2 separate regions of the Bos taurus genome follow, and region 2 is linked to region 1. A link is a contact called in public Hi-C data. All regions are on one chromosome and are shown on one strand. Each heading gives the region's core, a stretch centred on a gene start, on an enhancer-like site or on the middle of the called end of the contact. The rest is flanking DNA. Distances are from core to core; before and after follow the strand shown. Region 1 holds the start of PACSIN3 (protein kinase C and casein kinase substrate in neurons 3). Region 2 overlaps DDB2 (damage specific DNA binding protein 2).

Region 1 (5,789 bases), core at 2,285-4,784:
ACAAATCTGATCTAGTCACTTCCTTCCACACAGTGAGATTGTCTATGAGAAGTGTGAAAGGAGCAGCACCATTTTAGACAATACGACTCATCACCATCTCCTAAAACAAAACTGTTTATACAATTTACGCTTAAGTACATACCCATCGTTAATTTTCAAAGATTACAAAGATCTCCTTCACCAGTTGTCTCTAGAGTGTGTGTGCATGCTCAGTTGAGTCCAACTTTTTGCAACCCTAGGGACTGTGGCCCGCCAGGCTCCTCTGTCCATGGAATTTTCCAGGCCAGAATACTGAAGTGGGTTGCGATTTCCTACTCCAAGGGATCTTCTTGACATAGGGATCAGACTGGTGTCTCCTGCGTCTTCTGCATTGACAGGCAGATTCTTTACCATTGAGCCATCTGGGAAGCCTCTCTCTAGAGAAAATCACCAAAATCAGTTTGGTGCATATTCTCTGAATTTTTGAGTGTTTTGCACTTTGTTTTTTTGTATGCAACAGTATCTTGGATGTCTTCATATAGGAACATATCTTTATCTCTCCTGTTCTTAGGTTATTGCAGAGTAATCCAAAAGCATGAATGGACTTTAGGTTATTCAACCAATGGCCTCTTTTTTTTTTTTCTTCATTAAAAAAAATTTTTTTTGACGACACCACATGGCATGTAGGATCTCATTGCTCTGATCAGGGATCGAACCCATGGCCCCCTGCAGTAGAAGGGCAGAGTCCCAACCAACCACTGGACCCCCAGGGATGTCACCCAACCACTACCCATTTGTTTTCAAGTTTCTCCCTTACTGCAAACAATACTATATGCAAACATCCTCGGACCTTTTCCTAGACTTGTACACTTTTGGCTGGGGTAGATACCAAAAAGTGGAATTGCTGGGTCACCATGTCATATGCTAACACCTCCGGCGCTTGGCACACCCTGATGCTCCCTCCTAGAATGCCTCTTCACATGACTAATTCTTGCTCATCAAGACCAGTCAAGTGTCATCGCCCGGTGAAAGGTGGTCTGTTCTGCTTCTGTTTTCCCATAGCATTTCCTGCGCATATTGTATCATTAACGTACACCTCGGACTCTGCCTTTTTTGTTTTTGTATTCCCAACACCCAGCCTAGGGCTTAGCATAAAGCAAAAATTCAAATGTTTTCTTGATTGGCTGAGTGAATAAATAAATAAACAAACAAAGGAACAGTCCTTAGGACATTCCAGAAACTCAAGGGGAGTGAGTCTGTGAGTGTTGTGAACTTGGGCTGAGGACCAACCTGCCACCTGGTGCCGGGAACCAAGCTGCCCCTCTGGGTTTCTGTCTATCTGGTCCTCCTGACCTTGGGCATCTCATCTTGAGCTCTGTTCAAGTTGGGAACCCACTGATGGAGCCCCGTGAGTGTTCAGGGGCTCTGGCTGCGGAGCACAGAAATCTGAACCCTGGGGCAGCACTAGCAGGACTTTGGCTTTCCAAGGTCAGCTCTGTCTCCTCTGACCCTTGAAGCAGCTCACTATGCTCTGGGTTTTGGGTTATTTTTTTCTCCCTACAGTACCTTAGGGGCAATGAAGATCAGCTGCAGCATTTCTCCAGATTTGAACCTGAGGGATGCCAGATGTTTTCCACTCCGCATTCCCTTCTCTTTGTGGTCTGACAAACGGCCCTGTTTTTTTGAGTTTCTAGAGTGACTTCTCTAGATCCCAGAGTCTGGCTTGCAGCCTTTATTTTTAATGGGTTTTTGATAGGTGGCTCCTGTAATTCATTTCTTTCTTGTGATTTCACACTTTCTGTCCAGGTGCCTAAAGCCCCTCCGGGCACTAGGTGGGATGGTAACTGATTTTAAACAATACAAAACAGTATGGCTGTCGTTAGATGTTACCTCAGCTCCTCTCATTCGCAGTCGTTTTACAATCATTAATTAGCTGCTGCACAGGCCCTTTTGGGAGGTCAGCCCAGTCACATGTCGTGTTTCATAGAGGTGGAAACAGAGATACGGAGAAAAGGGACTTGTCCAAGCCCCAAGAGAGTGGGTGTTGAAACTTGTCTCGGGAGCTACCTCCTGCTGGGTTCACACCCTGCGAGCGCCCAGGCGAGGATCCACTCCTCAGGTGCGAGGGGCCGAACGCGGCTTGTCTAGGGTGCCCCACGGGCCGTTTCACCCTCCCACGAGGACTGCGGGGCAAGTCAGTCCTCAGAGACTTAGATGCCGGTTTGAAATTATCCTCGTTCATTCTCTGCAAGCCCCCTTTTCATTTTATGAGCGGATTTATCTACGCAGAGAACGCGTCCGTGATTCCTCGGGGATTTAGAAACTACATAATTTTGCTATTTTTAAAGCTGTCGTTTAAAAATCCGTGCACAGGGACTCACACTCCTCGGGGAGAGTAGAGGTGGGGGTGGGGGCGTGGGGACCGAGAGGACGTGCTAGAGAGAGAACAGCTTGGCTCTCGGCTTCCCAGCGCGCACGCCGTCCCCTGGGGGCGCACTCCTCCGAGAGCGCGGGAGGGTTTGCGGCCCCCAGCAATTTGCGCGATCCAGACCCTCTGAGCGCCCTGGGCGTCGGACCGCGCAGACCTGCGCCCCCTCTCGCCTGCCAGGCGGAGGGCACGGCCGCCGGGTCACCGGGCCCAGGAGGAAGCGGGAGGGGCCGGGAGACCGAGCAGGTGGCGATTAGGTCAGACTCAGAACATTCTTGGACCGCTCCAGTGGATATAAATAACCGACAGGCAGGCTCCGAAAAATCCCAGGGTGCGGGGCAAGGGGGTGAGGAAGCAGGGGTTTATTAAGGGTTGGGGGGGGGTCGCATCGTGGCGATCTGGAAAGATCTACTAACAAAGGGGGTGGAGGGGCGAAGGGATTTAAGAATGAACCGTGGTACAAAATCTGGGAATAAGAACACGTGCGGGGGAGGAGGTCATAACTTTCTGCCCCACCTCCACCGCGTGTAGTACCCAGTCCTCAGAATGGGCCATCAGATTGGCCAAGAGGGCTGTGCAAGGAAAGGGCAAGGCTTTGGAGTCCCGGCCCTGCTCGACGACAGATCTTGTGCAAGGTGCTAAAGGTCTCTGAGCCTCAGTTTCTGCATCTATACAATGGGAATCCTAACGCTTACAAGTGGATGGTTATGTGCCTCTCCAGAGTTAACGCCTAAGTAAACGTCTAAGTTAACTTATAACTTTTAAGAAAGCTGTGCTCAGCAAAAAGAGTAAGGCAGTGTAGCACTCCCCCAGGCCTCCCTCCAAAGACAGCCGGTGCAGGCCGGACTCCTTCCCGCTTCCACGGCTCTCCCAGGTTCTGCCGAGGCCGGGGAGAGGCAAAGCCGAAATCAGACTGCTTACAGCGCCACCCTGGGTAGGCGGCCCTGGCGCTCCTCGGGCGGGAACCGAGACCCCACAGCCCGCGCCCCGGGAGCCGCGCTGGTCGCCGCGATGCAGGCAGCTCCTGGCCGGTGGGGTTGGGGCCCGCGGGCGCGAGGAGAGGGCGGGGCTGGGGGCTGGGCTTCCCGGGGGGAGGGCTCGGCGCGCTCCGGGAGGCGGTTGCGGCCCCGGCCCGGGAGCGACAGGACTTGGGTCGGAGCGTGGCCGGACCCCCCCCCACCCGCCGAGGCGCCCAGGGAGGACGCGGTGAGTGCTGCCCGGGCGGGGACGGCGGGGAGGCGGTGGCGGGAGCCGCAGCTAGATAGAGCACGCCCTCTCCTCCTCCCGCTCCTGGTTTGCTGTGGGACCGGCTCCGGCCCCGGGAGCCCCCGGGGAGCTGTGCTTTGCGGGAGCGCGGCAAGAGCTGCCGCCACGCCGAGGGGGTGACCCTTCTGCGGCGCCGCGCGCCCGGCACTTTCCCAGACCCGCCGCGGGGGGGTAGGGAGGCGTCGGGGCTGGCGGGCCATCCCATCTCCTGGGGTCCCTCAAAGGCCCCAGACCGCCCTGGGACCCCAGCAGGGGCCTCGCTCCCCAGCGACCCCTCGCCCTTAGCAAAGAGCCCCAGTTCCTGGGGCCGCCGGTCCCGGGCCACCATCTGGAGTTGCCGGCGGCGCGGGCCAAGGCAGGGTGCACCCCCTCCCCTCAGCGGTTACCGGCGGGCCCCCACCCCGCGCCGAGACCGAGTTCAGCGAGTTTGGCCAAGAAGTCCTGGAGTTTCCAGGGCCAGGCCTGGCCCGGCCGCTCCTCGTGGGCTCCAGCGGCTCCGAGGTGTGCAGCGCCTGGCCCGCAAGCAGAGCGCCCGTCCATAAGGGTTTTGAGGCGAGAGACCGGCGGCCCCTGGGTTCGGAGGTTTGGTGTGAGGGCTCTCGGTTTGGAGTGCGTCATCGGGGAGCTGGCACCTCAGGCGGGGCCGGTCGGGTTTCCAAAAGTGCCCCTTTGTTATGCCCCTCCCGGGCCGGCCTCCTCCCCCTTTCCCGGGCCACCCCTCCCCCAGCCTCCGGGGCCTCCCTGGCTGCAGGTTCCAGTGGCTCTTGCCTGAGTACCCCTCTCTGGACCGGTCTACCGCCCACCTCGGTGTGGTCAAATCTGCCGGCAGATCGGGAGGGGCTGCCGGAGAAGAGGTCCTTGGGCGCAGCCTGTGACTCAGGACGGAGCCTGGGCAGGGCAGGACAGCAGGGCTCCCTCCCAGGGCCATGCCCGGGGATTTCGGGACAGGGTTGGGGCCGGTCTGGACAGGGGTACCTAGTGGCTTCCTAAGGGAAAGTGGGTTCTTCCCTGGACCCCAAGACTCCCTACCTTGGCTCAGGACGCTGTGAGGAGACCCTGCCAAGCCCCAGCGGCAAGTCCCAGCCCAGTTAGGTGCTGGCTCCCTGGGCTGGGAAGGTTCATGATCTGCTTCCCGAGCTCTTGGCCATGGCAAGAGTGTGTTCTGGGGAGCAGGCTGGGTCTCTGCCGGGGTCAGGAGGCATAGGGTACTGGCCCTCCTGAGCAGGGGTCAAGGCACAGGCCCATTCCCCCATTGCTGGGTCCGCTGGGGCAGTGGGGCTGGCTGTGCCTGGGGCTTGGGCTCGTGTTTGCTCTGGGAGGCCGGAGGGAGCGGTGCCAGCCCTGCACACACAGCTCGCTCTGTTCTGGGGCCAGAGAGAGGGAACGGGTGGGGGGCAGCTCTCCTGGGAGCCGGGAGCCAGGAGGCTGGGGCAGGCAAGGGGCCCCGGCCCCTGGATGCCTGGCTGGGACAGCTCTTGAGGCCCTGGGGTTTACAGCTGCAGCTCTGTTTCTCTCCATCTGGTTGGCATGTCCTTTCTGGGTAAATGGGACAGATTCAGAAGCAAGGGGGAAGCGTTGAGGACCCCGGCGGGGCGGGCTGCTCCATCCTTCTACTCTGGGCCCAGGCATCTCCCCTGAGGGCCTGAGCTCTCCCTGCTGTGAGCTGAGAGGCAGAAGCATACGCAGGCCATGTTTTCTCAAAGCTGCCTTATCCTGTGCGTTTCCTGGTCTTCAGGTGGATGTCGTGTGTGTTTTAAATTCAGCTACTAACTCCAGTGCCTGGAGGAACACAAACTGGACCCTTAGGAAGTCTCTGCCAGTGACTGAGGATAGATCCTGGCCTGTAGTCGCAAGCCAATGTGATATATACCCGGAGATATATACCCAATGTGATATATACCCGGAGAGAGGGGTGGGGATTGGGGATGGAGGAATGGGATGGTGCCTGGAGAAGATGCCTACCCAGTTTTCTTTTTTGTAATAACAGCTTTATTGACATATACCACACAATTCACCCATTTAAAGTATCATTTGTTTAGTTGCTAAGTTGTGTCTGACTCTTTGTGACCCCATGAACTATAGCCTGCCAGGCTCCTCTGTCCATGGAATTTCCCAG
Region 2 (5,765 bases), core at 587-3,086, 34 kb before region 1:
TAAAATCCGTGCTCTGGCTCAGTCTACCATCATCTCTTGCCAGAAGTACTGAAAAGCTTCCCAACGTTCTTTCTGATTTTGTTCTTGGCCGTACCAGTCTGTCAGCACAGCAGAGTTAAATTTTTTAAAAACATGAATCGGTTCACATCACTACCCTTCTCAGAACTGTCCAAGGGCTTCCCGTCATCTGGAATAAAACCCACATTCTCTACGGTGGCCTTCAGGCCCTGCTCGGTCTGCTCCGGTGATACTGACTCTCTTTCCTAGACCATGTCGAGCTAAGTCCCTCTTGCATTTGCTTCCACCTCCCCCCACCCCCGCCCACTGGCCTGAGGACACTCTTCTCTCAGATCTTCTGTGTGTCTGACTGACTCCAAGGCTCAGGTCAGTGTGTTGCTTTCTTGGTGACACCTTGCCTGTGACCTGCCTGGCTTTGGTTCTCTCGACGGCATCTGCCACTAACCTGTCCTTTCTGTCATTTGCCTGTCATGGCATCTCCTCTCCTAGAAGGGAAAAGCCACACAGGACACTGTGTCTTGGCCACCTGTGGTCTCCCCGTTGTAGGAATGGCACCTGGCATGTGGTAGGCGCCCAAACATTTGCTGAACGAACACTGACATGACCTTTCTCTCCTCCCCTGGCGCTGTGCTTAGAGGTGATCGTGGCCTTGGCCGTCTGCGGCTCCATCCTCTTCCTCCTCATAGTACTGCTCCTCACCGTCCTCTTCCGGGTGCAGGCCCAGCCTCCTGGCTACCGCCACGTCCCAGATGGGGAGGACCACGCCTGACAACCACTCAGCCCCCTTCCCTCTGCCTCCTAGGGGAGGTGGGCTGGGCCCTTGCTCCTGACTGTTGCTGCTCCCCAGCCCATGGACAGGAGACCCTGGGTTGGGCCTCCCTCTGATCACCGCACCTAGATGAACAAGTGAGGCTCAGCTTGGCCCGAGGCACCTGTCACCCGGCATCCACGTGCCCGACGTTAACCAAGTACTGTGTCGGACACTGGCTTCCTCCAAACAGGATTTGCCTCCTCCGTGCTCCCTTCTAAGGACGTGAAATGTAGACAAGTGCTCCGGTTTCACTCAGGACCTCGGAGAAAAAGACTGAAGGAGACGGGGCTTGATCTGCTTTGCCTCTCCATCAAACCCTGCTCTGTCTTCCAACCCAGAGTCTTTGGCAGATGGCCCCAAGGACACGGTCTTGCCTCTCACCTCTCAGTGCTTATTTTAGCGGGAAGAACGGCCCAACACTGGGGGCACAAACACTGCCCGCCAGGGAGCCAGGTCACCCAGGAGCCAGCCAGTGGTTTGTCCAGCTGACGCCACCGTTAACTCCAGTGAGACATGATGCTTTCAGCATCTTTGTCACCCCTCTCCTTGAGCCGTTGGAAGGAGGTTTGTGCTTGGGAGGGAGTCGGGGATGGCGGAGAGGGGACGGTGAGTTGTGGTACAGAATCCTGAAACCACTGTCCCCACCCTTAGTGGGGCTGGGATCCCTAGGTTGTGAGCTGAACAGCTCTAGACTGGCCCAGAATAGGACTGAGACAGCTTCCAGAGAATGAAGGTTTGGGACTCCCAGTGCTGGTTCTATGCCTTTTCTTCATTCTGGGGAGCTGAGAAGCCCTTTGACCAGATCGGAGCTGGAAGATCCACTCAGAAGGTCAGCTGGGTATGTTTTATTGGCCATGTGAATAGCGAGCACAGATCAAAAACCACTACCTGAGCACTGAGTGTCAGAGAGGAGAAAGGAGAGAAGCTCGGCTCCAGGCCACGTACAGCAGAGGCCCTTGGCACAGCAAGTCTGCCAACTCTGGAGTTCCTGGAGCTCAGCCCACGCACGTGTCCGGTCCCCATGTCACGGTCCCAGTGCCCCAGCTCCAACGCTGGGACTCTGATACCTCGGCCCTTTAACATGAAGCCGCCTCTCGTCAAAGAACTTGTCCTCGTGGGGCTCCAAGCCCCTGCTTCGCCCCCGCTTCATTAACGTCTCTCATTTCTGAGTCCCAGCATCCTCCGGGCTCCAAACGAGAATGTGATAACCTAGGAGGAGTGAGACCAGAGGCACCTTCCATCATCAGCCTCTGAGAACTTGGAGCTGGCGTGGGGAACCTAGCACTTGGTCAGGAGACACCAGGAATCCGGGCAGCAGCCAGGCATTGCTGTGGCCAAGACTCAGCGAGAAGGACGGCCCTCGGTCCAAAGAGACCGTGGGCTCCTGGTTGCCATCTTCACTGACTATATCCTGGGGGTGGCTGGAGCAATGCTAAGCTGGGGTGAGCCTGCACTGAACCTTGGGGAGTAGGCTGGGCTTGACCGGCCTCATGTACACTCACCCATCACGGAGGCCAGCGTGTCCCCCATGGGATTGAATTCATTGAGCTGCAGAGACAAGGGGATGAGCATGAGGAGGGAGTGGAGGTAGCAGAAGAAGGGCATGTGAGGAGTAATTGGTCATTTTTGATCCATGAGGTTCAATCCCTGCCTCCTCCCATTTATTATTTGAGGGCCCAGGCCTCACCGACATGATACCAGAAGATTCTGGGTCATACAGCTGATACATGATCTTTCCTGAGCTTCCATCAAACACATCGATCGTCCTTAATTCATGGGGGGAACAACTTTTGAAATTAGGATCTGGGTATCGGCCCACGACAATGAGGTTGTACCGAGGATGCCAGCTTGCCTAGGAGATGGAGAGGCAGGTCACAGGAGTAAATGCAGAACAGCATTGAGAGGGACAGCAGAAGTACCTTTGCCACTGACAACAACGGTTAATACAACTGCCAGCAATTTAACAACAGAGGTAAGACCTACATGAAACAAGAATGGTTTTGAAGTGCACGTGCATCTACCATCGAAAATGTAAAATCCCCAGCTGACCTTCCTGTGATCCTCAGGACACATGCAGGCCTTCTCTCTGCATTTTCTGACACTGCACCAGCTGATAAGTATTTTAACATCAGCGCGACCCGAGCGAAAGCGATGGTATAGTTGCTCAGCCGTGTCCGACTCTTTGTGACCCGTGGACTGTAGCCCGCCAGGCTCCTCTGTCCGTGGGATTCTCCAGGCAGGAACACTGGAGTGGGTTGCCATTCCCTTCTCCAGGGGGTCTTCCCGACCCAGGGATCTGCATTGCAAATTAGACCTCGGTTCTGAGCTCATCCCACAGCTCTCCCTCCAACATCAGGGAGTTGAGTAGAAAATGGCAAGTGGCTGAAACGGGGGAGGACCTCTCTGTTCCCAGATCACCCCACTCAAAACAAACTGAGCAGCTACTGGGATGACAGAACTGGATGGGATTTTTCCAAGAAAGCTTTTCAAGGAAGTTCTGAAGGGGACAAGACACGGTTAGCAGGAAGAAAGAGGTGCTACAGGCAATGGCTTGGAAATAAGTCACAGGTCACACCTGGGATGCTGTCAGTTGGTCTGGCTGATTGATACCAAGAGGGAGATAAGGAAGAAAGGGTCAACGGGAACACCAACCGCTGAAGGGCTGACATTACAGACAGCTTGGATTAGATGTGAGGTACGTTACGCTACGCTAAGTTGCTCAGTCGTATCCAACTCTTTGTGACCCTATGTGACCCTGTAGCCCACCAGGCTCCTCTGTCCATGGGATTCTCCAGGCAAGAATACTGGAGTGGGCTGCCATTTCCTACTCTAGGGTTGAGGTACGACGTGGGGGCCATTCTCATACCAAATCATTATTTCCTGAGTACTTCCTAGGCGCCAAGCATGTTGCCACATGCTTTAAGTACTTGGGTTCAAACTCACAACCACCACCTGTCAGTCAGATACTATTATTCCCTCTTTATAGATGAGGACATTGGGATCCCTACTGCGAGTGATTTGCTGAAGGAGTCTAACCTGGGGGGCGGGGGAATGGGCTCTGCCCACCTGAACTGTGCTCTCCTGACTACACAAGTGCAGGCATGAGCTCCGGAAGTCCGAAGAGGGACTGTGGTTCTAGAAAAGAGTATAACCTGGGCAGCAGGAGGACTGGCAGAGTTCAGACTGGCAGCGGCGGGGGGGACGGGGGGCAGCAGGCATGGAGGACTTGAAGGTTGGAAGCCTTGGGGGTTAAGGCTAGAGAAGCCATAAATGGCTTGGCTAACTAATCCAAGTTAGCTCGTGGGTCAGCTGCACACACAGGTCACCAAAACTGAGGGCAGAACAGAGGGTCAGGATCTCAGAAAATGCCTGGGCTGCGTGGAAAGAACTCAGGAAAATCCACTTATCAAAGAGACATGACGAAGACTCAGCAAAACGGGCTCACAGAGCTGGACCAAAGGTGCAGAGTGAGCCACGGTGAGAAGAGGGCTGGGGCTGGGGCTGCGGCTGCGGCTGCCCTGTCCAGCGCCGCCTCCCCACCATCACTTACCTTGATGGGTGTCAGGTGCTGGAAGTGGCGGTGAGGATGTGGGATCAGGCTTGGCGGGCAGTCCCACTGGCAAGCAGAGTAAACCCGGATCTCACTTTTCTGGTCAGTAGTCAGGAGCTGGGCTCCATCGGGACTGAAGTGAGCTGGCAAAGCGAAAAGCCCCTGAGCTCAAGGGACCCCAGGTGGGCCCTATCCTGGCCCGCAGGGGCACCTCCCTCCCACTGCTTCCTAGAGACAGGTGGCAGGGCCGTGATCTGGGCCGTGAACAAACACCCAAGAGGCTCAGCGGCTGGGAGGGCGGCTAGAGACAGGAGGGCTCGGGACCTCGGCCTGGCCAACGCTGTGCGGGGTTAAGGCCTGGCTGAGTGGCTTCTACGCTTTGCGGGAAAGGCCCTGAAACGGCGGGTCGGCGGGGTCTGCAGGAAGGCCGAGGTCTGGTATATCACACCTGCGTTGACAGGATGCCTGTGCGGCAGCGAGTGGAGGAAGCTGGATTTCCCTCTAACCTGGCGCAGGTCCCAGATTTTCACCGTTTGATCTACGGAGGCTGTGGCCAGGAGCCAGTCACAGCACGGGTTCAGGGCCACATGGGTCACCTTCTTTTTGTGCATTCTCAGATTCCAAAGCTGCGGACAAGAGCTCGGTTCAGGCTGGGGTGCAGAACCGAGGCTGGGGGTTGGGAAGGGAAAGTGAGGGCCTGGGCTCGCGAGAACGCACCTCCCTGCCATCCATGTTCAGCAGGATCACGTGCCCCACATTGTCTCCCGTGACCACCACTCGGCTTTTGACAGATACGTCCAAGCTGCAGAACCAGACGCTGGAGGGAGAGATTGTGCTGTAAGACTCTTAGGGACAGAGGCAAGTTGCATTTATTCACTGTTGCAGCTCATGTCTCACACACAGCAGACAGTCAATAAATATCCGTTGAGTGAGTGAATATCTTGTCATGGACTCCCAGTGAGGAGCACTCAAGACTCGTCCACCATTCCGACAAAGGGTATGGGGGTGGTGGGGCTCAGAAACTTGTCCAGTTACTTCTAGGCTCAGGATCCTCATGTGCTAAGAGTCCCTGAAGCAGCCAAACCCAGAGCCGTAAGGCGAGTCCTCAAGTCCGGGCCTGCCCCCTGGAGCCCTGAGGAAGACTCAGCTGTTGTTTTCTCTCTCCACTCTCCACCCTCTGGGTCAAAGGAGAGGACACTCCACACAGGGACTGCCCAACTCTTCCTCACTGCTGGCTGGAAAGGAACTCCTGCCCCCTTCTGAGCACTTAGGGGAAAAACCACACCAACTTGGAACTACCTGCTGTTTCTGTCCCTCAGACCACTTGATATGAAGGGACGGGTCAGGGTGGGGGGAACGTCAGGGATCCTGATACCCAGTCGGGAG

The links. A called contact is a pair of places that touch in the nucleus more often than the background predicts.
Region 2: a contact with region 1 is called in a Hi-C map of skeletal muscle, with 2.0 times the contacts expected there. The contact joins the enhancer-like site here to the promoter of PACSIN3 in region 1. A contact is called at or near these places in 2 of 11 Hi-C or Micro-C datasets (skeletal muscle and an unstated tissue).

Annotation. Positions count from the first base shown.
Region 1 is chr15:77,081,373-77,087,161 of ARS-UCD2.0, reverse strand. It overlaps PACSIN3 (protein kinase C and casein kinase substrate in neurons 3), which reads left to right and starts at 3,534. Exons shown (of 10, transcript NM_001191420.1): 1 at 3,534-3,613.
Region 2 is chr15:77,114,117-77,119,881 of ARS-UCD2.0, reverse strand. DDB2 (damage specific DNA binding protein 2) reads right to left here. Exons shown (of 10, transcript NM_001075788.1): 5 at 5,097-5,196; 6 at 4,828-5,005; 7 at 4,380-4,522; 8 at 2,517-2,681; 9 at 2,332-2,377; 10 at 1,660-2,038. The coding sequence ends at 1,989. ACP2 (acid phosphatase 2, lysosomal) reads left to right here. Exons shown (of 11, transcript NM_001357044.1): 11 at 654-1,576. The coding sequence ends at 820. Among named protein-coding and RNA genes, the nearest start is that of ACP2, 8.6 kb to the left of the region's middle. Within about 2 kb of position 1,836, at least 2 of the 102 cell types and tissues checked have an H3K27ac peak or open chromatin away from gene starts, as enhancers often do. A contact at or near this core is called in skeletal muscle, where this site is marked.